2 separate regions of the Mus musculus genome follow, and region 1 is linked to region 2. The links are chromatin contacts, called in public Hi-C maps. All regions are on one chromosome and are shown on one strand. Each heading gives the region's core, a stretch centred on a gene start, on an enhancer-like site or on the middle of the called end of the contact. The rest is flanking DNA. Distances are from core to core; before and after follow the strand shown.

Region 1 (7,561 bases), core at 3,102-5,601, 80 kb before region 2:
AAAAAATACAACAAAAAAACAACCCAATAAAAGAAATCTGTAACACTGACAGCGACATTTGTCCAAAGGGGCTGGAGACTGGGTGGCTGGCGGAAAGTCTCCTGCAGGTCCGCCAGCCCCCAGCCCGGGAATGTCTGTTGCAGGGGATCCTCTGTCTCCAGCCCTGGCAAGGTCCCTGCCACACACTCATTCTTTCCACAAGTATAAAATATATATTTAATAAAAACCTCAGCACAGCCAAGCATCCTGAGAGGGCCCTAGGAAAGCAAGAAGCTGGCCCTCGAGGGCGGAGGGCAGAGCCCTGGGTCTGTAAAAGGCACTGGGAGATTGCTGTGACCACACCCAGCCAAGTCCAAAACCTACCCTCTAACTAGGGGCGGGGCGTACAGTGCCCTAGTCATATGGTCCTGGGCTTAGTGCTTAGCCTCAGCTCCTGAGGTGGCTTCTCAGGAGGCCAAATGAAGATGGGGAGGTCCGTTTGGAAATGTCCCTCGTCGATATCGACGGTCTTGGTGGAACTTTAGCCTCAGGGGATGCTGGGAAGGCCATGGCAAACTGCTAAGTGCTTAGCTGGGTCCTTTGCAGGGGAAAGAGAGCCCTGACCAGCATCCAAGTTTCCCAGGCTCAGGCCAGGGTGTCATTCAAAAGCCCCCTGCAGAGTCCTCAGGGAGGCATAGACGAGGAAACAGAAATAAATAAAGTTCCAGTGGGCCAGCACCAGGTCGGCAGGGAGACCACTGTGGCTCTTCAAGTATTGTTGGGCACGGCCCCAATGGACTCAGATAGGAATCCCCACTGTGTTGACCTGGTCCTTGAGTCCCAGCAGGCTGTAGGCAATACGCTTCTGGTGGCCAGGAAGACGCACTCCGATCCTTTTGATGTCTCTGTGGATGAAGAGGAAGAGAGGGAGGGTCAGAGACAAGACTGGGAGGCAGAGAGGAAAGCCGGACATAGAGGGGCCTTTGCGGACCTGTGGTGAGGAACATCCATTTATGCAGGCTAAAGAGTTCATATTCTAGCATGGTCTGCCACCCAGAGTCGAGGATGTGATACACTCAATCAAATCTTCATGGGGGTGGGGTGGGGGGTGGGGCCTGGGATAGGTGCTCTGTGTGTGTGTGTGCCTGTGTTCATATGTGTATGGCTGTACACACGTGTGTACACGCAGGGCGAAGCCAAAGCACAATCTTAACTTAGGAACCCCCCCCCCCACTTTATTTTCTCGGTGGCAAGCTCTGAGGGTTGACCTGTCTTTCCTTAGCACCAGGTTCCAAAGAACCGACACTGCGGCCAGCTTCTTTTTGGTGTGGGGGTTTGGGGTTTGAACTCAGTCCCTCACGCTTTCTGTCTGTAGTCAAGAAAGGGTGGGCTTTAATCCCAGCACTCCGGAGGTAGGTAGAGACAAGTGGGTCTCTGAGTTGGAGGAATATGAGTTTGAGCCAACTAGGACTAGCCAGCGATCCCAAGCCTCAAGGAAGGGAGGTTGGTTGGTTGGTTGGTTGGTTGGTTGGTTGGTTGGTTGGTTGGTTGGCTGGCTGGGGGAAGGAATTCACTGCTCAGGAATACATCACTCAAGCCTCTTCATGTCTTTGTAAAAAGGAGCAGACACAGAGGCATGACCAGGCTTTGAAAGGAACCACTCTGATGGAAGAGGGCCTCAAGGTGGGGCACTGGCTAAGCCTGACAGTGGTGTTTCTATACATACTCAGCCGTACAGGGTGGAATTAGGCCCAGTGAGTCTGGGGTTACCCAACACCCTGCCTTTTCTGGCTTCTCGGTGCTTCTCCAGGCCCCCACAGGGTCTTGCAAAATCCCAGCCCCCTTAGTGGTAGGCTTGGAGGTTCTCCCCATATCTATCTTCCAGCCTTCTTGCTGTAGCAGGAGCAGTGTCTCCCTCCCTCCGTCCCTCCCTCCCCACCTGGGTCTGCCCATCCCTGCTCAATGCTTGGTTCTTTCCAAGCTTGTGGGAAAGTCTTGTCTCCAGCATTGCGAACTCCTGGAGCTTGTACCATATAATTAGCTCCAATTACAGCCAAGAGCTGGCCCGTAAAAACCTGGGTGTTTTCATGAGCTAGGGCTGGTGGGTGAGGGCAGTGGAAGAGAAAAACTCCTGAAGTTAGCAACAGACATTCTGCTGACAGCTCCTGGAACCCGACATGCTTCTACCTAGAGTGGGGAGGCCAGGACAGTCTTATCCCTTCTCTGTGGGGCCCCTGGGACCTATCATCAGCCTGGCACTGAGTCCTCAGGCCTCAGGAGGACATTATTGTCCCACAGATTCCCACAGGGAAAGGCAAGTTCCTCTGATGACCTGCAAGCCTCACCCACTGGAGTCTAGCAGAGCCTTAGACTTAAAGGCTCATTAGCAACTAAAGATGCCTCCTGCTGCTTAGAGAAGGGCAGTGGAGCTCCCCAGCAAGGGAAGGAGACCGGGCCACATTTCTTTACTGCTAGTATAGTTTCCAGCACTGGCACCTCCTAGCTGTGTGTCCTCAGAATCCAAGTCTCTGCATCTCTCTGAGTTTCAATTCCCTTATCTACAAGACGGGTAAGAACATCTGAGACCGGGCAAAGTCCCGCCAGCCCAGTGCTTGGAAACCATGCACTTGGGGGAGAGTCACAGATAAACCAGGGTCCAAGCTGGTTCCTGTTCCAACCTCTGTTTCCCCCTCAGGGATGCAGAACACGCATCCCATTAACTTTGTGCAGGAAGAAAGAGACTCAAGCTACTTCCATACCGTCTCTCCTCTGAGGCACAAATCCCATGAACGTAAGCGCCCATGGACACCTACAGTGTGTGTTTGGGGTGTGTGAATAATTGCCTGTGAACACCTACTATGTGTATGTGTGTGTGTGGGGGGATAAGTAGTGCCCATGAACACCTACTGTGGGGCAGGGGAGCATAATGATCCCCAGAGACTCGAGAGTTTTATCATTCACATCTAGCAACTAGATTCTGCTTTTTAAGATCCATCTGGAGTTGTGTACCTACAGCTTGAATGCATTCTGTAGCTTTGACACTGGACAGGGCTGGCCTTTGGGCCTGCTGTTTTGTTCAAGGTACAGTACAATGAAACATGTTCTGTATTTTCTCAAAAGGCTCATCGAGCTAGAAGGCCAACCAACTCCAACACAGCACGTCGGGCACTCGAGCAGAGAGTCAGAGGCTGCAGGGGGAAGAGGCCAGGTCTTTTGAAAGGGAGGCTGAAGCAGGGGAGGTCAGGGTGCTGAAGCCTACATCCTGACCCTAGCAGGAAGGGAGCTAGCTGATTTCTCGCTCCTGTTGGGCTCCATGGCGTGGTCAACACAGTCTGTGGGTTTAAAACGCTCGGCTCCAACCCCACATCCCCTCAGGGCACCAGAGGCAACTCCGTGAGCCAGGGTCTGACCACAGGAGGAAGGAGTGCCGAACGACTTCCGGGCTTTATCCAGATACTTTCCAAATAACCCGTGAGCATGCACACCGCCTGCCTGTCTGTCCAGGAGCCTGTCCCAGCTCGTGGGAAAGGACTTTGTGAGGGGTGCCCCGGGCTATTTTGGGATCCGTCTACGGCCATGTGTTTCCTGTAAACCTGCTTCCATACCCTCGCTGCTGGTTACAGAAGAAAAGCTGTGCTGTCCCAAGGGAGGGGAGGGGAATATGGGATCTGATGGAACCCAGGAGGCTGACCCTGGTTGCCAGGGAAAGGGAGAGGGACTTGAGAACCAGGGCATAGAACCATGATTTACAGGATCCTGGGAATGGCAAAATAGAGGCGATATGATAGATCAAGACATCCTAGGCACGTCACTGACTCACACCCATGGATCCCCACATCGAGAAATGGGTACCAAGGTCCAAGTCAGACCAAATTGCTTGCACAGCAGACGTGGGACATAAATTCAGGTGTTGTCTGCAGATCTAAAGTGTGAGCCCAGATGTTGGCTGGCAGAAAGAGGTATTCTCGGACCTGATGCTTTCTCGCCATATTCTTGTACCTCTCTCCAGTCATTATTTTCCCTGTCTGATTCCCATGACCCACCATTTTCTCGGGTTGGCCACATTCAATGGTCAGCAGGCCAGAAGCCAAAGGCCCTGGAGAATGTTTGTGTCTAACTAAACTCAAGTCCCAGAACATCTAGAGCCCGGGAACATGGGAGGCCCAGGTCACCTCCCCCAAGCAGTTCCCAAAACCTTCCCGCCCCGGGGCCTGTTTCAGCCATGGCCTTGGACACTTGGATCCAGGGCTGTTGGGATCCACAACTATTTTTAGAAGCACAAAGGCTAAAAGGACAATGTCGTATCCCTCCAGGGACAGAAAGAGCTGTCCCTGCCAAGGCTGTTCTGAGAAGGGTCAGTGATGGAGATGGGGCAGAAGAGCTCTGAGGGCCTAAGGTCCAGAGCCAGCAGGCAGCAGATGGCAGGCCAAGAGTCAGCCATATGGGGGAGGGCCCGGGAGGGTTGGCAAGGCTCTGGGTCCTGCTTGGTCAAGGCTAGGATCTCTGCCCCTGGTGGCTGCAAGAGCCGGGGAACAGGTAACCTCTAAGTCTATATAAGCAGTGATACCCAGGGTAGGCAAACAGCCCACCATACACGACAACCTTGGGCTGGCTATATCTCATATTGTTTCCTCATTGTGGAGGAAGAGGCAAGAAGGGGAGGACACTCAGGAAAGAGAGAGAAAGAGATGCACACACACCAAACACACACACATTACACACACACAGGCCCCCACACACCGCACACATACATACACCACCCACACATACCACACAGCACACACACACCAAACAGCGCACAAGCACATACACACCACATACTTACCACACACACACACACACACACACACCATGAAGGGGGAGTGACACGTAGATCAGAGGCTGTCCCCAGTGGTGAATGAAAGGCAAAGTCACCAAGGCGTCTACTCACTCGTTGGACATCTGTACCACCTTCTCGATGGCCGTGTAGCCAGCCACCATGAAGTGTTCCGTGTACTGTTGCATCTTGATGCTCTCCAGCCACTCGGACACCGTACGGAAGGGGACTCCCTCCGAGCCGCTGGTGCTGGGCAGCCGGATGGACACTCTGGGATGGAAATCCACAGGTGAGGGGCTGCTGGACATGACCTACCCAAGCACCTACCCTTCTAACTCAGGCAAGGCACACAGCCCGCTGCGCCTCAGCTTCCTCCTCTGAGCCAATGAGGAAGCCCAGACCCGGAAGGATCCACGAGATTCCTGGCTTCCTGGCACTACTGCTGTTGCTCCATGCCTACCATCACTAGAAGCTGCCCCACCACGCCCCCCGTTACTGCTGGGACTCTGGGTCCTGGAGTCACCTTCCCAGCCTGGCTACCCTCTGTTCCCCTCATCTGCATAGAGCCCGCCTCAGGATGCTTCAACAAGTTAGGAATGTGGCTGATGCTCAGCCCATGCACCATTGGAGCTAGTTTCTTACTGGTCTTACTGGACCGACCATGCCTGGCTAGCCCTTTTCCTCTTTCAGTTTCTGGGGACTGAACTCAAGATTTTTGAGAATTCCAGGCAAACAATTTGTTGCCTGGCAACATCATCGCCCTGATGTGTCATTTCTGAACCCCGTAACAGCCCTGACCCCCCCACCACCACCAGATATCCAGTTGTCCTGAGAAGCCAAGGAGTCCATATGAATGAACACGGATGCTACCTCAGGCACAGGACACAAGACTCACCGGGGATCAAAGTCAGCCAGCGTCTTGAGGGAGTCGGGGGCTCGGATGAGCTTGTCCAGGATGCTAACGATGTCGGCAAACTTGGGTCGGCGGGAGCGCTCTTGCTGCCAGCACTGCATCATGAGCTGGTAAATGGCTGAAGGGCAGTCCATGGGCGTAGGGAGCCGGAAGCCGTCGTTGATGGCTTTCATGACCTGGGGGGACATAAGCATCGGGGTGGCCTTAGCAGGGAAACCACATGGAACTGCTACAGAGACCTCCCTTGGAGGCCCCAACACAGGAACAGAGGGGAGACCCCAAGAAATGGATCAGCACCCTTTCCTAAGGACACACACAGTTTTAGAGCCATCCATGGGGCAAGTGCCGAGGGGCTGTGTCCAGGACCGTAGAGGTCAACCTTGTGCACCCACAATTCAGCCTCCTATCTCTGTCTACTCCCACATTTGGGGCTCTCTCTCCCTTCCGCCATGTCTTAGCCTATCTGCCTTACTGTCTGTCTCCTAGGCCTCTGCAGGGATGTGACCCCTACAAGCAAAATCCCAGGCCTCCAGCCTAGGCAAGGCATCAGGTTACATGTAAATGTGCATACATATATGTATGTACACATATACACATGTATATGTACACACACATTCACATACCTACATGCAGCTATATCCACATGATCAGATCACACATATGCATATCCACACGCACAGCACACATGAACGTGTACATACACCCTTCCCCTTGGGCTGCCTTTGTATTCAGTATAGCACAGGCTGGGTCCTACCCAAGATAGGCCACAGAACAACTGGTGCTGTCTCTACTCTATGCAGATTGATCCCAGGGCCCCAGGGTTTGGGAGGGAGAGGAGGTGGGAGGGGCTGACCTCGTGGTTTGACAGTTCCCAGTAGGGCCGTTCGCCATAAGTCATCACTTCCCACATGACAATGCCGTAGCTCCACACATCGCTGGCTGAGGTGAACTTGCGGTAGGAAATGGCCTCTGGGGCTGTCCATCGAATAGGGATCTTGCCGCCCTGCGGGAGACACAGCCCAGTTACCCCTGTCCCTGTGAGAACTCAAGACCCTTTCTGTCTCTAGGCCTAGGTTCACCCTTGGGTAACATCCAGGCCCCAGATCCAGGGTACCAGCTGCGTCACCTCTGAGCCCTCCACACCCTGGGTGTGACATCCCCCAGCTCCCGACTCACACTTGTGGTGTAGGTGGCCTCGGGGTCATCTTCCAGCACACGCGACAGGCCAAAATCGGACACCTTGCACACCAGGTTGCTGTTGACGAGGATGTTGCGGGCGGCCAGGTCCCGGTGCACGTAGTTCATGTTGGCCAGGTACTTCATGCCGGATGCGATACCCCTCAGCATGCCCACCAACTGAAGTACACTGAACTCACCATCCTTCTCCTGCAGAGATAGGCCCTCAGTGCTGACCGGCTCCCGACACCTCGCCTCCACCCTCCCCACCGCAGAGCATGACCTTACCCTAAGGAACTTGTCTAGCGCTCCATTCTCCATGTACTCTGTGATAATCATCATGGGTTTGTCTGTAGGGCACGGACACGGGAGTGAGTGAGGCTGGTATACGCGTGGCGGCGGAGGTGGGGGGGATGGGGACAGCCAGGGTCAGGTGGTCCTAGGAAGCAGCCCCTTTCCCTGACCGCCTGGGGCCACCCTCACCACCCCCCATCCCCCACCCCAGCACCTCCCAGGCCTCACATTTAGAGACCACGCCCTCCAGGCGGATGATATTGTGGTGGCTAAACTGGCCCATGATGCTGGCCTCGCTCAGGAAGTCCACCCGCTGCTTCTCAGTGTAGCCCGCTTTCAGTGTCTTGATGGCCACCGGTATCTCCTTCTTCCCCGAGGATGCC
Region 2 (6,998 bases), core at 214-2,713:
GCAATGGGAAAGAGATCCACACACAGTCGGCTCGGAGGCAGCTCCACGAAGGACAGGCTCTCCTGCTGGCACACAGCTACTGGGCGACGGGCGGTGCCAGGTGGTCCAGCCAAGTGAGGCTGGAGGGTTGCAGGTGGCCCACAGTCCATTCCTTCTTTACTCTGTCACCCTCCTGGGCCTGCAGGAGAGAAGGTGTCAGACCCAGATATAGTACGACAGGGAGGGACAGTGAGCCACCATGTCCTGGAGGCCCGCACAGACCCTCATGCACACATGTGCACAGGACACAGATACACTCACATGTCTGTTTAATAAACGCCAGTAGGAATCACCAGCACTTAGCAGATGAGGAAGCACCCACATAGCATCTCATTTAATCTCCATCGACTGACTTAAGGAACTGACGCCTGTAGGTGAGAGAGCCAAATGGCAGAGCCAGGATTCTCACACAGGTGTCACGGCTTCCAAAGCTGCGTTCTTAGCCACCTAGGAAATTCTCTCACATGTGGACATGTGACCAGACATACAGATAACATACACTGTCACACGAATTCATGCTCCAGCACACAGACCCACATTTTCTTCTGGCAAACATAGTTTCACAGATAACTTGAAACATGTCAAACTCCAGTACCCGGTATACAGTCACCAGTCACATCCTTTTTGTTTTTTTTGGTTTGGTTTAGTTTGTTACACAAGCTTAGATTTTTCTCTTACTCTCTCTCTCTCTCTCTCTCTCTCTCGCTCTCTCTCTCTCTCTCTCTCACACACACACACACACACACACACACACAAGTTCCAGGCATGTACGCACATTCCAGGATGCAGATACACACAGCCCCCAATGTCTCATTCTGAAGTTATCCAACCCCTTCCATACCCAGACTTGAGGCCCTTCACGCTGAGTGATGCCTACAGCCTTGCCAAGCTGGCTGGGAGGGTCACAGACTGGCAGGAGGGCCACCACCCAGATTAGTCCCTCCCAGGAAAGAGCAGAGAGATGCCCAATCCCCAGTTTGGGGTGACTGAGGGGTTTATCCCCATTCCAGCTCCCAGACACTGGATCAAGCCAGGCAGAATGGGCCGTTTCTGGGCAGGACGCCATCCCTGGGCAGTGTGCCAGCACCCCAGGGCGGGATGGTGAGCCCAGTGGTCCAAGACCCTCAAACCTCTGCCCTGGGCCCTCTGTGGCCTCTCTCTTGCCCCTCACCTCTTCAGCTGAAGCTGCTGCCGCCTGCCTGCTCCGGCAGGGAAGCCCTGTCTCTGCCCAGCTGGCTGGGGGAGATCCCACCCAGACAAAGAGTTTGATTCATCAAACCCTGTGGTGAGGCAAAGAGAGGGAGGGAGCAGGCAGCGGGCTGGGGCTGGGCGGGGGCCTACACTTGCCTGGTTGCGCTGTGGGCAGTCTGGGCAGCGAGGACCCCTGCAGAGGCCCCTTGGCCAAAGGGGCAGTGCCCAGTCTGGCAGAAATAAGAGGGAGACCCAGAGAAATGGCGGCCTTAGAGACAACAGCTCAGGAACTGGCTCTGGAGACTCTGAAGAAGAGAAACCACAGAGGGTGAGACCCTTGAGGCCCCGGGGACAGGCTGAGGCTGAGACACCTCAAATCTCAGACTGGTCCAGATTCCCAGGCAGATGAGAAGTCCCGAAAACAAACAAACAAACAAACACAGGGAGACTGACTGGGGTGAAGAAATAATAGCTCAGTGGGGTTGCCTGGTGGAAGAGCCGAAACAAAAGCTGTTAGAATCTGAGTTGGCATGAAGCAAACCACAGGCACTAACACAGAAGGGGGCTGGGCCCAGTCCAGTCTCAGTATGCCAGGAAGGCTTCCTGGAGGAGATCCCAGCTTACTGTTGCAAGGTTCAAACCCTCAAGGACTCAGTACAAAAAGATGGAGCATTGACCCCAGGCCGGAACCAGCAACATCAGGGTGCGTCTGGTATATGAGAGTTGGGGCTCCCCACTGTACCCCAGCTTCTTCTCTCAGTTTGGGGGGGATTGAGGGAGAGGCTGGCTGTTTCTCAGGGGCTCTCTCCCAAAAAACTGCTGTACCTCACTCCCTTGTTTAGCCCTTGTCCCTTAGGTCTATAAGTACTAATCTGGGTAGCTCACTCAACCTAAAGTAGGAGAGTTGGTACCCACTTCCTGATGCTAATACAAGAATTAACAGCAATGCCTCAGGTACAGGGCACTGTGAGCCTTGTCTCTGGTAGGCGGTCCCCTGAGTGTCATCTCACTTTTTGGTGGAGGATGCCTTGGGCCAGCAGCCAGTAGTAGGAGCAAGCAGAAGGGGGGCAGAGTCAGCTCCTGTCCAGCACACAGGTCTCTTTTAGGTGTAAGTGCATACTCGGGCCTAGAATCCCCCCTCCACGCCCCCCGGAGAACAACTCCTGTCCACCATGATTTATGAAGTTAAATAAGCAAAACATCAGATCTTAAGGCAGAAGCATCTTCAGACCTCAGAGGAGAAGGCTGAAGGAGGAGCTAAGGGCTTTCAGGAAGACAGGATAAAGAGATGTGTCAGGGGTGGGCAAGCTGGTCTGCTTCCACAGTGCTCAGGCCTGGAAAGGTCATGGCTAGACAGGGGTTCCAAGCCAAGCAGAGTGTCAGGAAGAGGACATGGGAGTTGCCTGTCAAGCTGGGGCGCCAGCCCAGTAGCTTCTCAGGATGCAGACCACCCAACGCTGATGTTAGTGATTTAGGTCCAGAGCTGGGTTTAATACTGGGTAGCACTTCTCTGATGATAATATAAAAATGAAAGTCTCAGGGACTTCAGGTGGCTGGGTACCCAGATGTGACCCCAGGACACACTAGAGCTCTTGAAGCAAGGATCCCTCTGGAAACCAGGGTTTGAGGTCCTGTGTTGACACTGACCAAGCCCATCCTCAGGCCTTGGTATCCTCATGTGACAGGTGACCCTCAGGTCCCCCTTTATGAAACCTGTTTCATAGGTGTCTCTGCAGGCTGAGAAGGATCGGCAGAGGCCAAGGGATGGTCTCTACTAGTTAGAGAGGGTAACCAGCCTGCCTAGCAAGTTGCCAGAGCATCCCTAGGCACTGCTGTTGTCTGGGACAGCACCTCTGGCCCTGGTACCCAGCCCTCCCTCCCTCCCTGCTCCATGCCCTTTGGCTGCCTGCTCAGAGGAACAGACCCTGCCAGATTCCCTTGTTCCTTAAGGGACAAAACCTAGTTGGAGGTCATGGCCAGAAAGGGGGTTCCAAGCCAAGCAAAGTCCCAGGAAGGCAAGAATGGACTGAAGCCAGAAACAGCAGGCAGACAGCACAAAGGACTCCCTCGGGATACAGGAAGGGGAGGACGGTTGCTGACCCAGGGCCCTACCTCAGCCGGGGAGCTCCTCCGTCAAGCTGCTGGTACAGTCCAGGGCTCCAGGCCACCCTGGGGGCAATGGGGTTGTAGCCAAGTCCTCAGAGGACCATGTCAGCATGGCTCCAAGGCCGGGCAATGTAAGCTCCTGGGTATTGTGTGGGGCAGGGAGGGGGGAGGCGAGGGGGAGGGAGCCTTGCAGAGGCAGGCGGCTGTCTCAACGTGCCTGCTCCCCGCCCCCCTTCCCCAGAACCGGTTTGGCCAGTCAGGTACAAGAGGGGGCTGGAACAATGGGAGCCCTATGCCTCCCAGAAGCTCGGAGGGACCCCAGACAACTGCCTAAAGATGGGGTTAGCTGGGATCTGCTCCTTGGAGGTGGGCCACCCCTCTCTCTCTCTTTCTCTCTCTGGAGCTTCCCAGGTCCTAGGTATGGGCGGGGACTTTGTGGGAGTGGAGGACGTCCTGGAAGCTCCAAATCTGGAATCCCTTCTCGGGGATCTTGAGACCTCCTCTGCCACTCCCCCGCCCCTCCCCCATGAGCCACATCTGTAAATTAGGAACACTCAGCTGCATAGCTGGGGGGACAGAAGTCAGGTGGCCACTCCCCACCAGTGGCTCTTTCCTGCTGCAATGACCAACCTTTAGGTCTTCAGCATGTGCATCCCCAGTGAACCTTCATAGAGAGCAGCAGCCCACAGGGAGTTTTAGTAAGGTCAATGACACAGCTGAGGTCAAGGAAGCCTCTATAGTGATGGCGGGTTGCTCCATGATCTGTGCCAGGCACACGACTTTGCCAAGCCTGCCGAAAAGGTAAAGCCACTTCCTCCCAGTTTCTGGATTGGGTGTGAGCGCCTGTTATGTGTGTGAGCGCCTTGCAATTGGCAAGCGGGTGAGATTCCCAGAGTATGGAGGGTAAGCTGCAAGGACGACGCCCCCAGTGTTGAAAGCCTGTACGCTTCCTGTGTGCAAAGCATGGGTCTACCTACTGTGCGTTACGACCCTCTGAAGCCCACACTGTGACGGCTACCACTCAGGAGCTGAGTACCTGAGGCTTGTACCCCTAAACACGAGTACTCTCCCATCCGTGACGTCCCATCACCTCTTCCAGATGGTGAAACCAAAGCTCTAGGAGCATTGTTAACAAGAACGACATGGGGGCTGGAGAGATGGCTCAGTGGTTAGGAACACTTGCTGCCTTTGCAGAGAAACCAGACTCAGTCCCTGATACCCATATGGCGGCTCACAACCATGTGATCTGACACTTTCTCTTGGCTTTCCTGGACGCTAGGCATGTATGTGGTCCATACACTTACAGACATGCAGGCAAAACTCACACATATAGAAAAATAAAAATGAATAAGTCAACACAAAGAAAAAAAGAAAGAGAATAATCATAATCAGTATGAAACCCAGACTCATCTGGCACCATCACTTGCCAACCTCCTTAGCCACTCACTGACTGGTGTGCTGGGAGACACCTGGCTGACCTCCCTTCCACATCCTTTCCCCTGAAAAATTTGGTATGTAGGTGAGGACGAGCTTGGGATATTGAGCTTTCTGCCTCTACCTTTTGAGTGCTGGGATCACAGCGAGCACCAGTTTACACAGTGTTGGGGCTTGAACTCAGAACCTCTCCTTTGCAGGCGAGCACTCTACCACCTGATCTTCAATCTCCAGGGTTGCTAAGCTAAGCCCGTTCCCTAATCTTCCTATACCATAGGCCTGCTAAACTTCATGCCCAGACCCCAGTGAACCCTCCCTCAGAGTGGGTTCTTTAGCTTCTAGTTGATGACTTTAAGCTCAAAGCGGGGTCCTCTACTCCACCTAAGGACCATTACACCGTGAGACGACACTGTCCAGAGTGAGTGGGAGCGATAGAGTTGTGTCAATGTAGAGCAGGAAGAGGGGATGTGGAGAAGAAAACGCCAACTGACTATTCCTCCCAAGAGGCACTGCCCTGGCCCCTCGCTGGAAACCAGAGGGTTTGGACCTTGGGTTGGGGCCAAGGCGGGAGCCCTAGAAAAAAAGCTTAGGAAATTGTGTTTCTTTCGCACCGGGTCGGGTGGAGCAGGCACTCCTGGAGGAGGGAAGCTCTCTCGGCCCCGTGAAAGTTCAAGGTAAAAGGGGGCGTGTCGAAGGCAAGACTATTGTAAAGGAGCCTGGCCAATCCTTGCTCCACTCTAGCGGGCGGGGCTTGAAAGGGAGGAGCCAGGACGTGGGGGCAATTAGGAGGCGTAATCAGCCAGATGTGGGTGGGGCCAGAGTCCAAAGTCTTACTGACCTAAAGCAGCGCCTCTTGATGGACCGCCAGGACCTCTCCTTGAACTTGTTAGGTACCACAGCGGGCACATTCCACTGGAGCCAGGCTGCCAAAGGCAGGAAGATCAGAAGGAACTGGGGAAAGGGGACCAGAAAATGATTAATCTTTCTGTTTAGTTTTGTCCAGGCAGAGTCTCCTATGTAGCTTAGGCTGGCCTCAAACTTACTACGCAGTCCAGGCTTGATTTGAGCTCGATTTATAGCCAAGGATGACTTTGAACCCGTGACCTTTTTGTTTCCACCTTCTGAGGGCTTGATAACAAGGATGCAGCTTGGCAATAATTTTTTTTTTGAAAAATATTTATTTGGATTTGGAGAGATGGTTCAATGGTTAAGAGAACCGCTCGTGCAGAGGACCCGGGTTAGGTTCCTAGCATCCACATGGTACCTTACAACTGTCTATAACTCCATCTAGGGCATCTGACGCCCTTTTTTGGTCCCTGTGGGTACTAGGTACATATGTGGTGAACACGCAGGCAAAACACTCATACACATAAAGAATAATAAAATAAAAATTTAAATACGATTTCCTTTACATTGTATGAATGCTTGCTTGCATGCACGACATGCATGCTTGGTACCCACAGATGTCAGATGAGGGCTTCGGATCCCGTGGCAAACTGGAGATAGAGAGAGTTGTGAATGTGGGTGTTGGGAACCTAACCCAGATCCTCACAAGAGCTGCCAGCTCTCTTAACTACGGAGCCGCCTCTCTGGCTCCTTGACAATGAATGGTCACATTGACCTTGTCCTAAATCTCCTTCTACAGCAGGTTGGCCAGTGTCAGACCCTGAACTCAACGATGCTTGCAAATCCCAGACAGACGCTCAGCCTACCTCCCAGGGGATGACGAAGCCAGATGCGCGGCCAGCATTTTTCCAGTAGTTGAGGGCGAGTTCCTTCGCCGGTAGTGAAATATCTTGGACTTGGGGGTCCCAAGAGCTTCTCGGATGTGGACTCCGAGCTCTGCTCTCCTGCCTCTCCCCTCCCTTAGAAGTTGGTCCTGCGGCTTCAACCCAGACGACGCCGAACAGCTGTGTACTAGACAGACTCAGCTTCCTGCGGTTCCAGCTAGGTCCCTCTACAGTAGTCAGAGCCTCGCTCCATCCAGGCTCAACGCTCCTCCTCTTCCACCCTCAGCACCTCCTCCCCTCTCAGGCTCGTCCCCCATCCCCCGCCTCCTGGCCCCTGTCAGACCCCGCCCTCTAGGCTCAGCAACCCTCCAAGGCAGGCCCCGCCCTACCCAGGCAACCGCACTCGGCCGTCGCAGGCAGGCCCTGCACCTCCCGGGCATGCTTCACCCCTCCCGGACTTAGCACACCGTCCACTCCCAGGCAGGTCTGGTCGCACCC

What was found. Hi-C and Micro-C count contacts between places; a contact is called where the count stands out from the background.
Region 1: a Hi-C map of liver shows a contact between it and region 2, with 2.2 times the contacts expected there. The contact joins the enhancer-like site here to the promoter of C630004L07Rik in region 2. A contact is called at or near these places in 2 of 484 Hi-C or Micro-C datasets (bone marrow-derived macrophages and liver), 5 of 115 datasets of contacts at active chromatin or transcription factors (embryonic stem cells, extraembryonic endoderm stem cells, microglia and 1 more) and 3 of 9 other capture datasets (adipose tissue, liver and pancreatic islet).

Annotation. Positions count from the first base shown.
Region 1 is chr4:141,321,736-141,329,296 of GRCm38.p6, reverse strand. It overlaps Epha2 (Eph receptor A2), which reads right to left. Exons shown (of 17, transcript NM_010139.3): 11 at 7,407-7,561; 12 at 7,173-7,234; 13 at 6,885-7,094; 14 at 6,562-6,711; 15 at 5,691-5,884; 16 at 4,910-5,065; 17 at 1-884. The coding sequence ends at 779. Among named protein-coding and RNA genes, the nearest start is that of Epha2, 24 kb to the right of the region's middle. Within about 2 kb of position 4,351, at least 11 of the 459 cell types and tissues checked have an H3K27ac peak or open chromatin away from gene starts, as enhancers often do. A contact at or near this core is called in adipose tissue and liver, where this site is marked.
Region 2 is chr4:141,239,355-141,246,352 of GRCm38.p6, reverse strand. C630004L07Rik (RIKEN cDNA C630004L07 gene) reads left to right here and starts at 1,463. Exons shown (of 2, transcript NR_165245.1): 1 at 1,463-1,558; 2 at 6,416-6,998. It overlaps Arhgef19 (Rho guanine nucleotide exchange factor (GEF) 19), which reads right to left and starts at 6,748. Exons shown (of 18, transcript NM_001379647.1): 1 at 6,483-6,748; 2 at 5,609-5,721; 3 at 1,387-1,535; 4 at 1-178. The coding sequence starts at 149.